2 separate regions of the Mus musculus genome follow, and region 2 is linked to region 1. The links are chromatin contacts, called in public promoter capture Hi-C maps. All regions are on one chromosome and are shown on one strand. Each heading gives the region's core, a stretch centred on a gene start, on an enhancer-like site or on the middle of the called end of the contact. The rest is flanking DNA. Distances are from core to core; before and after follow the strand shown. Region 1 holds the start of Ttc22 (tetratricopeptide repeat domain 22). Region 2 overlaps Ssbp3 (single-stranded DNA binding protein 3).

Region 1 (6,539 bases), core at 1,902-4,401:
GATTTTCTGGGTCACTGCTGATGCCAACCTTGGGTCCCCATGTGCCACTGAAGTCCACTTCCACTGTCAGGCCTATCTAGGTCTGTGTAAAAAGTGTGTTCTTCTGTATACCGCAGAACATCCCAGGCAGAGGTCCAGAGCTCAGCACTGGCACCTGTGAAGTCTTCATGGCAGCCAGAGACAAGCAGCTTGTTAAAGCCACACGGCAAAAACAGCAACAGCTGAGTTCTCACGGCCAAGTTCCTGCCTGACTCCGATTGCGGAAATCATCACGGTTGCCATGTTTATTGAGCACCTATGTAGTACCAGGTACTTCATGAGTGTGGGCTCACTACTCTTTGGCGGATGGGGCAGGGGGCAAACCCTACCTCTCTCCTGGCCACAACTGCTCCCAAGCAACAGCCTCTTAGCGTTCCATCCTCTGGCTGATCACCGGCTGGGCAGTATCCACCGTGGCTTGTGGTGACTATACAGAGAAGAGCTGGTCTCTGTTTGCCTGCCACTCCCAAACCTTTGCCTCCCTTTGCCTCCCTGACCACCTCTAATAGGAAGCCTTCCGTCCCCCCAGACACCTCCTGAAAAAGACCTTGGTGGTTATAAATCTCCCTTCCTGTGTTATTCCACGGATGAGAAACAGCACCATGGAGAGAGAGCTTCCCCATGGGTGGCCCTGACACTGAGTCTCTGAGCCTCAAGCTTCCTACCCAGGGCCTTTTAAGCACCACACCGTTGCTGCGACCTGTGACCACAGCCGCACTCAACACACACACAACGCTGGCTGTTCTACCCATGCCCTGGCATTTGACTTCATGTTCAGGCTGGAGGTCCCAGCTCCCAGCCACACTCCCAGCTACACCTAGCTTGTGGTAAGAGGAGGAGGCTTCGTAGGTGAGAAAATAGATGTTCACCTATGGCTGCCTCTGTGCAGGCCCTTTCTAGGAACTTTACAAACATTAGCCCTAAATTATGTCATCAACCAAATGGTACCACCATTATACTAATGGGAAAACCCATGACACACATCACGTCATTATCTCACCTCACTGAGAGGGAAAGGGTACGCGGAGAGCCCGGAATCGGTTGAGTGGAGCTGGAGAGCTCAGAGAGCCTTGAACCTGCACTCCCAGGCTAAGTGCCCTCTTGACTTGTACCCTGCACTGTTGTCCGGAGGTCAAGTCCATGCCCTCCAACGGGGCCTCGCTAAAGTCACCACTCCAACACTTCTCTTTAAGAACTTGCATCTTTTGGTGGAAAAGACGCTCAAGATGTGTGCAGAGGCTTTGGAATGGTGTTGTGCCAGGGCATAGCGCTCAAGAGAATAACATTCCCACATCACTCTTCCATCAGTGACATGCAGCCCCCAGTGAGCCTACCTGACGGTATTTCTGACCTGTATAACCCTTTCCCCTGCAGTGTAGGCCAGACCCAGTGACATGTTTCTGAGAATGAGAAAACAGCCGAAGTATCAAGAGCCAGCTAGGAACCATACCCTGTCGATTATGAACTGGTGTGGCTGTAGATGGCCCCCAGTCAGGCAAACCTTGGGAGGACAGCATAGCCACACCTAGATCCCAGGGCTGCTCAGTCGTAAATGCTTATTGTATAGGCTGCTGCACATAGGACTCTTGTACTGCAGGATAAACGACAAGTATGCTAGGATCTATTTAGTGCCAGGACTTTTGAGAATCACTGTGATCCAGTGACACTCAGACGACCATTGTGCCCCCTCTCCAAACTGTTGAGACAGAGCTGGAGGGACAGGCTTGAGGGACAATTGGAACAGGGCTGAGGAAGCTGTGAGGGTGCTGTGACCAGCCTGGAACCATGGAGGCATCCCTCAAAGGGAAATTTCAAAGCAAATCTGAGAGCTACTGGGGGCTATGCAGGCCACAGGACCAGGAGGTACCCCGGGTAAGACACAGGAAGGAAGAGAGCTATGTGGAGCCCACCCACTGTAAACGGAGTGGATGTGGGGTGTAGTGAAAGCCTGGATAGAGGACGGAGGGCCTTGGATGTCACTCAAGCCTAAGTCATTCTGCCAGCAGGAGGAGGGGAGGCTGAGTTGAGGATGTAGCCAGTGAGATGCAGCAACTGTATATCTGCTGAGTGAAACGCTGGCACAGGAGAGCAGAGCTGGAGAGTGACCACAAAGCCAGGCAGGACACTTCAGAGGCTGGGCTGCCAGAGAAAGCTCGTATAAGCTGAGGCAGTGGCAAAATTGGGGTTTAGAAGGATAGGTGGATGAGGGGAGAAAGGAGGAAGAACAATCTGTCAAGTTTTGGTGTCTGATTGTACCTCTTACTTGTTGGCAGAGGAGGGAGAAGGGATGTGTTAGCCTGATTGGAGGATTTGTCTTGGTGCTGAAACAGAAAGCTAGGTGGGCAGCACCCAGGAACGCAAAGCTACCGGGTGACCTGGGGCGGGAATGGTGGCGGGCACCCCAGCAAAGGAAATGAATGACCACAGTCCTTCCAGCACCCACCTGCTGACCATAGCCCAGCGCTTTGTCGTAGAGGGCGATGCCCGCCTCCAGCACCTGCGCGCGCTCCTCTGGACTGGCACAGCCCACGTCGAAGCCATGCGCATATCCCTGCTCCGCCAGGCAGCGGGCAGCGCGGAGCCTGGGGTCTCCAGCATCCTCGGGGTCCCCTTCCAGGCCCATGAGGCTGGCCAGTCGCCCGGCGGACGCCTCCTCCTCTTCTTCCTGGCCCAGCTGCCCGTAGACGTGTGCCAGATTGGCCCAGGCGTTGAGGTTGCCAGGGTCTTTGCGGGCCACTTCCAGGAAATGCTCGCGGGCATCACCCAGCTCCTCCAGGTAGAAGGAAAAGGTTCCCAAGAGGTGACGCACGGCAGGCAGCTGCGGGGTGGCCACCAGCTCCAGCTCCTGCCGCAGACCCTCTCGCTGGAGCTTCAGGTCCCGGGCGCGCAGCTGAGCGGGTGAGCGCGGCTCGAAGTTGAGCTGCATCTCCAGGTGGAAGTGGCCGGGCAGATAGTCCAGTTCATCGAGAAGGGTGTCCAGGTCCTCGGCTCCGACCTCGGCCTCCGTCATGGCTGCCCCTGACTGCCCTGGCCTCCCCTAGCTCCCAAGGACAGTGGATGGGGCGGCCCCGGAGGGAGCCCCGCACGGCGGTCCGGGGCACCTCTTGCAAGTGGGTGGTACCCAGAGCCGGCCAAGGGCTCGCCCTGTAGGTGTTTCCGCTTTCGCTGCTAGACAGCAGCATTGCACAAGCAGGTGTGCCTGAAAAACAGGTGTGGTGCTTTGCCAAACGGGAGGCTCACAAACCCAGTAAGTGGCAAGGGCAGATTTCGACTACTCAGCAGATGAAGAGAGAGGTTCAGAAGAGAAAGGTGCCAAGGTCACAGAACCAGGTCAAGCTCAAGGAGACCTGGAGCCTCGGGTTGCCCAGGCCGGCCAAGTCCTTCCTCCATTGGCAATGCTCCACCCTCCACACAGAGCTGTCAGGACAGGCCCTTCCAGCTGAGCAAGCCTTGCCCACTCCAGAGCTGTGTGTGTATTCTAGAGCGCTTCCGCTGAACACAGCAGGCCACCGCCCCTCCAGTCTGTGCATCTGGCCTCTCAACTGAATATCTTGGCTCTCCTCTGCTCAGCAGGGGCCCAAACAGCAAAAACTAAGGTGCCTAGGTGCTAGGTTCTACTTCTGTTTCTCCATCCCTAATAAAAAGCACTACCCCTTATACTTCCGCTTTCCTCCTCTGTGACAGGACGCAGTTCCCTGTGAGGGACCAGGAGATACCTAGGTAAAACCAATGAATGCCTGCCCTGGGTATGCCTGGGCTTCACTCATCTGGATCAGTGTCCAGCCGGTCCTGCTCCCTGCTCTGAGACTGCTGTCTTCTTGCTCTATGCTGTCTCCCTCAGGGGCCCACCTGGCTTCTAGTGTGCAGGTTGAACTGGGGTGCCCTGTGTGATAAAGCAGAGTCCCCTGTAGACTAGGCTTTCCGGAATGTCTGGACCTTGGACTCTTCCTCACTTATCCTGAGGCTGGGCTCTTGCCTCCCTTGCCTCAACCTCGTTGGAAGGAGGCCAGCATTTTCACTAGAGAAAATAGAGCTGGTTAGTGAATTTGAAGAAACTATGACTTTAGCAACTTTTTATTAAAAAAAAAAGATTTATTTATTTTATGTATATGATTACACTGTAGCTGTTCAGGTGATTGTGAGCCTTCATGTGGTTGTTGGGAATTGAATTTAGGACCTCTGCTTGCTCCAGTCAATCCCACTCGCTCTGGCTCGCTCTGGTCGGCTCCACTAGCTCAGGCCCAAAGATTTATTTACTATTATACATAAGTACACCATAGCTGTCTTCAGACACACCAGAAGAGAGCATCAGATCTCATTATGGGTGGTTGTGAGCCACCATGTGGTTGCTGGGATTTGAACTCAGGACTTATGGAAGAGCAGTCGGTGCTCTTACCCGCTGAGCCATCTCACCAGCCCTTTAGCAATATTTTCAAGTCAAAACATTTGGATGCTATTTGTACTGGTTTTAGACTTTAATGTAATACATTTAATAATGTTTTAGCCTTTTAGAATTTGCTTTGATGGTTCCTTTTTATTTTTCATTTGCATTGGTGTTTTGCCTGCATACAGGCTGATGTGCGGGTATGTCAGATTCCCTGGAACTGGAATTACAGACAATTGTAAGCTGACATGTGGGTGCTGGGAATTGAACCAAAGTCCCCCGGAGCATCCAGTGCTCTTAACCTCTGAGCCATCTCCAGCCCCCATTTAATATATATATATATATATATATATATATATATATATATATATATATTTTTTTTTTTTTTTTTGGTTTTTTTGAGACAGGGTTTCTCTGTGTAGTCCTGGCTGCCCTGGAACTCACTTTGTAGACCAGGCTGGCCTTGAATTCAGAAATCTGCCTGCCTCTGCCTCTGCCTCCCAAGTGCTGGGATTAAAGGCGTGCGCCACCACGCCCGGCTCCATTTAATGTAGCTCTGAGATGGAAATAGAGAAGGTCCCATCCCAGTCCCCACTCTTTCCTCCAAAAAGGTCCTCAAGTGCCCAGTAACTGCCACTCCACTTTCTCTTTCCACATTTGAATACGGTAACACTTCAAGTAAGTGAAATAATATTTGGGTTTTTTTATGCCTGCCTTATCATTTAGCATAATGACTTCAAACTTTATCCATGATGTGGTGTAAGAGCTTCCCTTATTAATTTTGTACCTCTTTTTTTTTTTTTTCAGACAGGGTCTCTATGTAGTCCAGCTGGTGTCATGGTTACTAGGTAGCCCTGGTTGGTCTAGAACTCTCCTAACTGCCTCAGGCACCCAAGTGTTAGGATTACAATGCACACAATCATTGTTGGACAGCATTTCCTCCCTTTTTAAGGGTGAGCACTATTTCACGGTCTATATTGTCTGTATCTATCAGCCCTTGTTTATCCATCATTTACCACGGTAAATATGGGTCGTGATTATTGTGAATGAAGTTGCTACAAGCAGGGCTGTATTATACAGATATGTGTTTGGGTTCGCTGCCTTTACTCCTACAGCACATACTAAATGGGATTGCTGGGGCGTGTTGTAAGTCTATGTTTACTTCTTTGAGGAACCACTGTGCTATCCCATAGCAGCAGAATCATTATATTTGCCCATCACCAAAGCTCAAAGTTTCCAATTCCTCTACATCCTTGCCAAGACGTGTCATTTTCTCTAATGTTCATATTAACCATCCCGGTGGGTGGGCTAAGCTTTTGATCTGACTCTAGGAAGATGAGTAGGTGTTGGGAGGGAAGGGAGTGAGCGGGCGGGCATGCGTATCGCAGAAGCTGGAAAAATTGAAAAGGCCAGTGGTTTCTCTGCAACTTAGGGTAGCCCTCGGGGCCAGAGTTGCCCGTAGCTAGGGCTCACAGAGAGTGGGAAAGAGGTTGCAAGAGATAAGACTTATAAGTAAGCCGGGCGATGGTGGCGCACGCCTTTAATCCCAGCACTTGGGCGGCAGAGGCAGGTGGATTTCTGAGTTGGAGGCCAGTCTGGTCTACAGAGTGAGTTCCAGGTCAGCCAGGGCTATACAGAGAAACCCTGTCTTGAAAAAACAAAACAAACAAACAAACAAACAAACAAACAAACTTAAAGGTAGCAGCCAAAGCCCCCTCCCAGGCTCCGTCCTGGTTGAGACACTTGACTAAATTACATTGACAATGATCTCTGGGTAGGCTGAACTCCTGCAGCTCCAGACCTCTCAAGCGTTGAGTCCTGGATGGGTTGTGCGACCCATGCTTTACTAGACGTGACCAGGACCATTTATTCTGTCTGAGCCTTCAATTTCTTTCCTGCAATAATTAGAGTGGAGATGGAGGGGTGGTGGTAGCACCTATGGAAAAGGATGAATTAGTTGGCCAGGCAAAGTTCTATGACAGGGAGGAGCTGGACTGTTCGTGGCAGGTGGCCTCAATACAGAAGTGACTCACCATGGCCTGCTATGCCTTCTCTTGCAGCCAGGACTCTGGCCCATGCATGGACTTTGGCTGGTGTCTTCCACCACTCCTTCAGC
Region 2 (6,539 bases), core at 1,348-3,847, 370 kb before region 1:
AAACAAACCAACCATAGCAGGAAAGAAGCCCTCACTTTAGAACCCTCATCTGCTTCTTTGCCTAGCAGGGCTCTTACCTGCAAACTGCTTCCCATGAACTGACAGTCAATTATCCTCCCTATGTGTGAATATGCTGACCTATGTCCCAGTGGAATATGACGTACATTCCTCAGCAACCTTTCCCAAACTTACTGATGGAGTTCCCCCTCTACCTGTCACTACCTGCTGGCATCCTTCTAGCCAGACTGGCCACAGTCTGGTTCATTTCATATTTTCCTAGAGCCATCCACCCGTTTCTATAGTTCCTATAGATGCAAGTTGTGCTTGTACACTGCCCAGACAGTAGACATGACACACTGGCCAAGTAAGAATGGGAGCAGTGTGAGGACACACACTTTGGATCCTGTAAGCCATGGGCTGGTATCAAAGAGCATATATCCACTTCTGGAACTGGGAAGCTGCAAGTTCAAACAGGCAGGGATTTTCAGGCCAGGACACCAGGTTCATAATTAGCAAGTGCTGAATTACTTGAAACCAGCCTGACAAAGAGAAGTTTAAAAACAGAACAAAACAAAAGAAAACAAACAAAAACACACCAGCCATTTTTACTCTTACCTAGGTCACCAGAGATAAGTGGGGAGGCAAGCTATAAGAGGAGCGAGGGCCGGGACCCTGACATCTTGAGGACTGCTGCTGCTATTCTGTACCTATCTTTTCTGCCCTTACCTTCAACCCTGGGGCTCCAAAAAGCAAAGATCAAACAGCATTCCTGCCGCTCCCCAGCTGACACCTAGGCCTACTGACTGTCATCAGATCATACTGCGTACAGGCTTGCACACATGTGTGGTGTGGTGTGTGTGGTGTGTGTGTGTATGTCTGTCTGTCTGTCTCATTCTTCCTGTATTTGTAAAAATACATTAGATGACATTTTCAAGCTCAACTCAATCCAAAAAAAAAGTCAAAAGTCTCACCAGAGACATTCATCAATAATTAAAATAAAAAGAAGAGTAGAAGGGGTTTTGATTTCTAGTAAGTCAGAGATTTGTTTAAGTTGCAGTTTTGTTTTGTTGTGTGTTTTGCAGACAGGGTCTTACTATGTGGCCCTAGAGAGCTGGACTGAGAGATACCCATTTAAGACTACTCTTTGGGGCTAGAGAGATGGCTGTGTGGTTAAGAACATTGGCTGTTCTTCCAGAGAACCCAAGTTCAAATCCCAGCATCCACATGGCAGCTCACAGTGGTCTGTAACTCTGGCTCCTGAGGCTCTGTGCCCTCGAAGCCATTGAGGAAGAGAACACCAATGCTCATAAAAATAATAAACCTTTAAAAAAGAAAAAAAACCCTAGTCTTTAAAAAACGTGTAATAAAAGACAATTTCTGTCTGGAGGTTCATGCAAGACAAATATCACTAGCTTGGGATAATTAGAGAGAGAGAGAGAGAGAGAGAGAGAGAGAGATGAAATGCTGGACTGAGCCATCACCACAACTAAATTATACTGCTCTTCTGACAAGCCCTAAGGGGCACACACAGAACAAGCTCCTGTGACTCAACTGAGGACACCTCAGAGGTGCCAGCACAGGTACACAATCGAGCGCTCTGGCTGGGGCATTTAAGATGATCAAGCTGATTCTGTAATCTTATTAACACCACTCCTCTACTAAGCTGCCCTGAGTCTTAGCCTGAAGGAGTCAGGCCTGAGTCCTGCCCTGGGGGAAGTAACATCCAATTTTGCCTCTCAGCACCCCCCAATATCACTGGTCACAGTGCCCACACTGGATGGAGCCAGGTCCAGATAACCTTGGCCAGCACAGACCTATTTGGCAGTGGAGGAGGCTAACACGGTAACCAAGCAATACCAGTTCCTCCTGAGCACAGCTAGAGGGCAGAGTGCTGGCTGAAACAGCTAGCCTTGCCTTCTGAGGATATTTGGGCAAATGCCCCTATGGACTGAAGGCCATGAGAAATTTTTTGTCCTTACGCACATATACAATGAGCTGAGAGATCTCCAGGCGGTCAGAAAGTTGGCTTCTCTGCCACTCGCTGTTGCTGACACCACTCAGTAACTCAAAGACACTGGAGTGGTCTTGAATCCCCAACTCCCCAATTGTCCTGTACTCAGAAATAACCAAAAGCTTTAGCTGCTGCCAAAAAAGAAAACAGAAAGAAAAACCGCAGGAACACACCAAATCCATGTCCAGCTCCTTTGCCCCTTGGAACAAAACCCATTGGAGACACACACAAAGAAGGGAGGCAAGACAAAGGAAAGGCCAGGTCACACTTGACAAGGAGCTTTCTTGTCGTTTCCAAAACAGAACTGTCCTCCATTAAAGCGCTCTTGTTGCTCGGATGTTGGTGCGGGAAAGGAGGGGCTCACAACTCTCAAACAAAAGCAGGGCCTGGCGGGTGGGGAGGCCTGGGCAGGCTCTGTCTCCCTGCACCTTGTATGCCTTTGAATGCCCGCAGATCTAGGTCCAGGGCTGGCAGCTGTCTGTTATTATCTCAGCAACTCCAAGGGCCCCGGACCAGGGAGTGTGTCCCGAGCAGGTGAACACCATCTGCCTGGCTCTGGTGAGATGTTCCTCTTCGTGCCTGCTGCTGCCCGCCAGCTGTATGGCCCAGAGGAGTCACAGGGAGTCTACGCACCCTCCCAGGACAGTACTTTAACCCTAGTCAAAGGTCCCTCTCCCTTGGTCATCACCTGGCATTTAAAAACACTGGTCACCTCTGAAAGAAAAATTTTAAGGTTTTCTGTCAGGGAGGATGTGCAGAGTGTGGGACATAAGAAAACAAGAGCCCACTGACACACCTTCCCAGAGGCTAATTTTAAGAAGGGTTTTTAATTGATCTATAAAGAAAAAATTCTACCTGCCTTTTAAAAAGCACTCCCTGCATTAGCTAAAACATTCCCAACACACCCTAGCCCATTTCCTCCCTCCCTGGCCCTCCCAGTTTTAATGGGGGTAAGTGGCTCCCTGATGCAATCTACAAGGCCGGGTGGATCCAGACCACAGGGAGGGAAGAAGCCGGGTGGGAAGCAGGTCTGCTGGGTCGGGTTCACAAGGGGTGACTCTGAAGGTCTGCAGTTCTGGCTCTGCCTTTTCACTCCCCTTCCCTCTCCTCCTTCCCTCCACTATTTTATAGGTTCCTGCATTTTTGCTGCTGGGCTACTAAACAACTGTAGGTGGTATCCTACACCACATGACAAGCCAGTGACCCACCCTGCTCTAAGAGGCCGACTTATGGGTCTCACCAAGGAGAAAGGTTTTGGTGGATAGGTAGGATAAGCCTGCCTGCCTGCCCTTGGGTCTGGATTTGAGGATGGGGGTGATGGCACCTACAGGAAGCATCATGTGTCCTCATTCTTGGAAGGAGTATGCAGAAGGGATACACCCCTAGTGCCATTTCTCTGGGGCTCTCAAGCAATAAGAATTCTGCAGCTGGACATACTGCTTCCTGGGGTGAGGAAGGTCAGGCAAAGGCGGTCCCTGAGTAGAGAGCTGGTTGTCCCAGAAGGGGGCAGCAAAGTGAAGGTCTGATCATGGGCAGCCACCAAGCTCCAGAGTCTGAGATAGGACCAGGCTACATGCGACACACGGCAGCTCAAATGCCCACGGAAAGGGCTCTCTTTTCCTGAACAAAAGCCAGAAAGGATGAGCCCAAAATGCCAGAGGCAGCTCCTGAAGAACCCTGGGTGCTGGTGTGCTCTTGGGACTCCCTAACTCGCAGGACCTGTTGTGGAGCTTAGCTTGTAAAGACAGAGGAGCTTGCAAAGAGCTTGTGGAAACAATGGCAGGAAGCCGCTGGCCACACAGGTCCCTAATCAGAAGTGAGTCAGCCAGCCACAGGGCTGAGCCATCCTGGCTTCTATCCTCCATCACCATTGGGAAGAGAGGCAAAGAGAGGCCACTCACTGCACTGAAGGAACAGGCCTTCTGCACCCGGAGCCCACATTGTAGTCAAGTTCTAAGGTCTTCAAGTGGAGGACAAGCTAAATTCCTGTCAGCACACAAGCCGTACCAGTAAGGCAACTTGGTGGGTAAGAACACGTGCTGTGTAAGCATGAAGACACACACAAAAAGCTGGGCATGGCCACCTGTGCCCTACTATAGCACTGGAGAGTACAGACAGGTAGATCCTGAGAGCTTTGTATCTTACCAGCCCAACCAACAACCAACCAACCAACCATACACACAACCAACCAACAACCCAACCATACAAACAAACAAAAACTGTGACAAGAAGGGACAAATTTGCTGGGTGTGGTGGCGCATGCTTTTAATCCCAGCATTCGAGAGGCAGAGGCAGGTGGATTTCTGAGTTCGAGGCCAGCCTGGTCTACAAAGTGAGTTCCAGGACAGCCAGGGCTATACAGAGAAATGAGAAACCCTGTCTCGAAAACCAAAAAAAAAAAAAAAAAAGGAAGGGACAAACTTAAGGTCATGAAATCCCCCAGCCCAGAGCAGGGGCTAAAGGGGCTAACATGGAGCATGTGTCCAGTCCCCCTAGACCCCTGCATAGTGACACATCTCAGTGAGTCCCTCTGTGTGCAAGGAAGCCCCACTGACAACTGATCCTCACAGTGCTAGAAACTTTCGCCAATAAGCTGCTGCCGCCTTTGACTTAGTTCAAACCTCCTAGCCCATGCCAGGGGCTGCTTGTAGCTCCCACCTTGTTGTGGGAGACACAGAGCCTTATAACACTACACCCTGTGGGAGCTATTAGACTGTGAGTCTCCCCTCTGGTGCCAGGTGATGGATCCAACTTCCTGAAAATATGCATCCTCCTTGAATCTACTTCAGAAAGGCAGGCCTAGGTGGGAGGCTAGGGAGGGGCTGGGATGGGAAGGAACATCCTGTCTGCATCAGAGCAGGGAGGTGGCTCTGGAGCCACTCATGTGCACTTCAGCCTTTCCCCCCTCCTCAAGCAGGAAGTGTTCACTGGACGAACAAACATGCATCTGGGGTCACACTAGGGTTAGGGCAGTGGAGCCAACTCTGATTTGTGGAAATGAGCCATCCAAGACAATGGGTCTACAAGCCACAGAAATCAGCTCCAGATGCAGGCCAGAGACAGCGGCCTAGGGACCTGCAGGGTAATCAATCCTGCTGATGGTTTATTCTCCAGAGGAAGATCTGGGGGAGGGGGCTGTACCGCGTGGCTCCAGCACAATGGGAGGCAGCTGGGAGCACAGCCCCAGGACGCTCCTCTAAAGCCTGAGAATCCGGTCGGCTGTTCTGCCTCTGGCCTTCCTATCTTCAGCTAGAACCCGGGAGGGAGCAAGGGACACACCGCACTCAACCGTATGCCTGTGCCCTGGAGTCAATGTCCAAGGCCTCACATGGAAAGTGTAAAGTGTGAGGTCTTAGGCAGCCCTCCCTCTGCAAACATCACCTCTGCCCTGTGTCTGGAGTGGATGCTGCTTAGGTTCAGAGAGCTGGGCTTTCCGAAACTCCAGAGCAGGGAGTGGGAGGGCCTTTACTTTTAGACCTAGGAGGCAACCAAGTGGCTGAGATGGGAGACAGAGGGAACCAAGGCAGACAGGCAACAAGGAACTGAGCTGGAGCCAGTAGCCAGGTCTCCCTGATGAACCCGAGGCTCCTCCTTGCCAGCTCCCAACCTGGACTTAGTCTCCAGGCAGAGAATTACTTGGCAGGGCTGGGAGGGAGGGAGAGTGAAATGAAGTTCTGAGGATCTACTATGGAGCACAAGCATCACGGACAATCAGAAAGGAGGGCGGCGCCCCATTTCACTGAGCTCTCAGGTCCACAAGAAGGCTCTTCTACATCACACACTGTGACGTGCAGAGACATGGCTGTCACCCTGGGCCCTCACCTGACACATGGTTAAGTGCACAGGTACAGGAGTTAACTAGATGAGAAGTTACAGTTGCCAAGACAAGAATACTGAACTTAAATTCCTTTAGGTTCTGCTTTAAAATTACTTTGTCAAAGGGTGTTTCTGAAGTCTGTAGAGCTGGGTCTCACACCAGTATAGAGGAAGCTGCCCCGTCTGGCGTGTAAAGCCCATGCAGTCAAAAGCTACCTATGTACTGGCCAAGAAGGGAATAGGAGCCTAACCTCCCTTAATCAGCAGGAATGGGGGAAGGGAGTTTAAAATCTCAAGAACAAAAGAAAGGCAGAGCTTGTCACTCTGGCCCTGATCATCCATGGCACCCTATCCAACCATCTGTCACGTCATATAGAAATTCCCTGTGTGTGATTCTGTCTGCCTGGAGTGACTGCTGGCTCTTCTCCATCTCCCAGTCCCACTGAGCTTGGTGCCCAAGAGGCCCCACAAATACTCTTGAATAAAATGATGCATCAGGGTTTATACTAGAGCCTTCGGTGCACAAAGCCAGCCCTGGGGTACTCATTTCTTGATAGTCAGGCTCTCTAGGCCACAGCTTACTTCCTTTTGCCATCTCTGAGAGAAAGCGTAGGCAGCCATCTTGATCCAGCACAATGGATCAAGGTCACGTGTGGTCCACCTGGGACTCCCTTCTTACTTCTTGGAATATGGGATAACGGAGAGCTTACTG

The links. Promoter capture Hi-C pulls out the DNA fragments that hold promoters and counts their contacts.
Region 2: a contact with region 1 is called in a promoter capture Hi-C map of liver, with 2.4 times the contacts expected there. The contact joins the enhancer-like site here to the promoter of Ttc22 in region 1. A contact is called at or near these places in 14 of 39 promoter capture datasets (the 3T3-L1 cell line, the C10 cell line, the HPC-7 cell line and 8 more), 3 of 15 datasets of contacts at CTCF or cohesin (the NIH/3T3 cell line, large pre-B cells and pro-B cells), 21 of 484 Hi-C or Micro-C datasets (B cells, CD4 T cells, the G1E-ER4 cell line and 13 more), 3 of 115 datasets of contacts at active chromatin or transcription factors (embryonic basal ganglia, embryonic stem cells and pancreatic cancer cells) and 1 of 9 other capture datasets (embryonic stem cells).

The regions. Positions count from the first base shown.
Region 1 is chr4:106,619,061-106,625,599 of GRCm38.p6, reverse strand. It overlaps Ttc22 (tetratricopeptide repeat domain 22), which reads right to left and starts at 3,151. Exons shown (of 7, transcript NM_177667.5): 1 at 2,483-3,151. The coding sequence starts at 3,049.
Region 2 is chr4:106,985,144-106,991,682 of GRCm38.p6, reverse strand. The region is part of intron 4 of Ssbp3 (single-stranded DNA binding protein 3); the gene reads right to left. Among named protein-coding and RNA genes, the nearest start is that of Gm12786, 39 kb to the left of the region's middle. Within about 2 kb of position 2,597, at least 120 of the 459 cell types and tissues checked have an H3K27ac peak or open chromatin away from gene starts, as enhancers often do. A contact at or near this core is called in the HPC-7 cell line, the N1E-115 cell line, the NIH/3T3 cell line and 6 more, where this site is marked.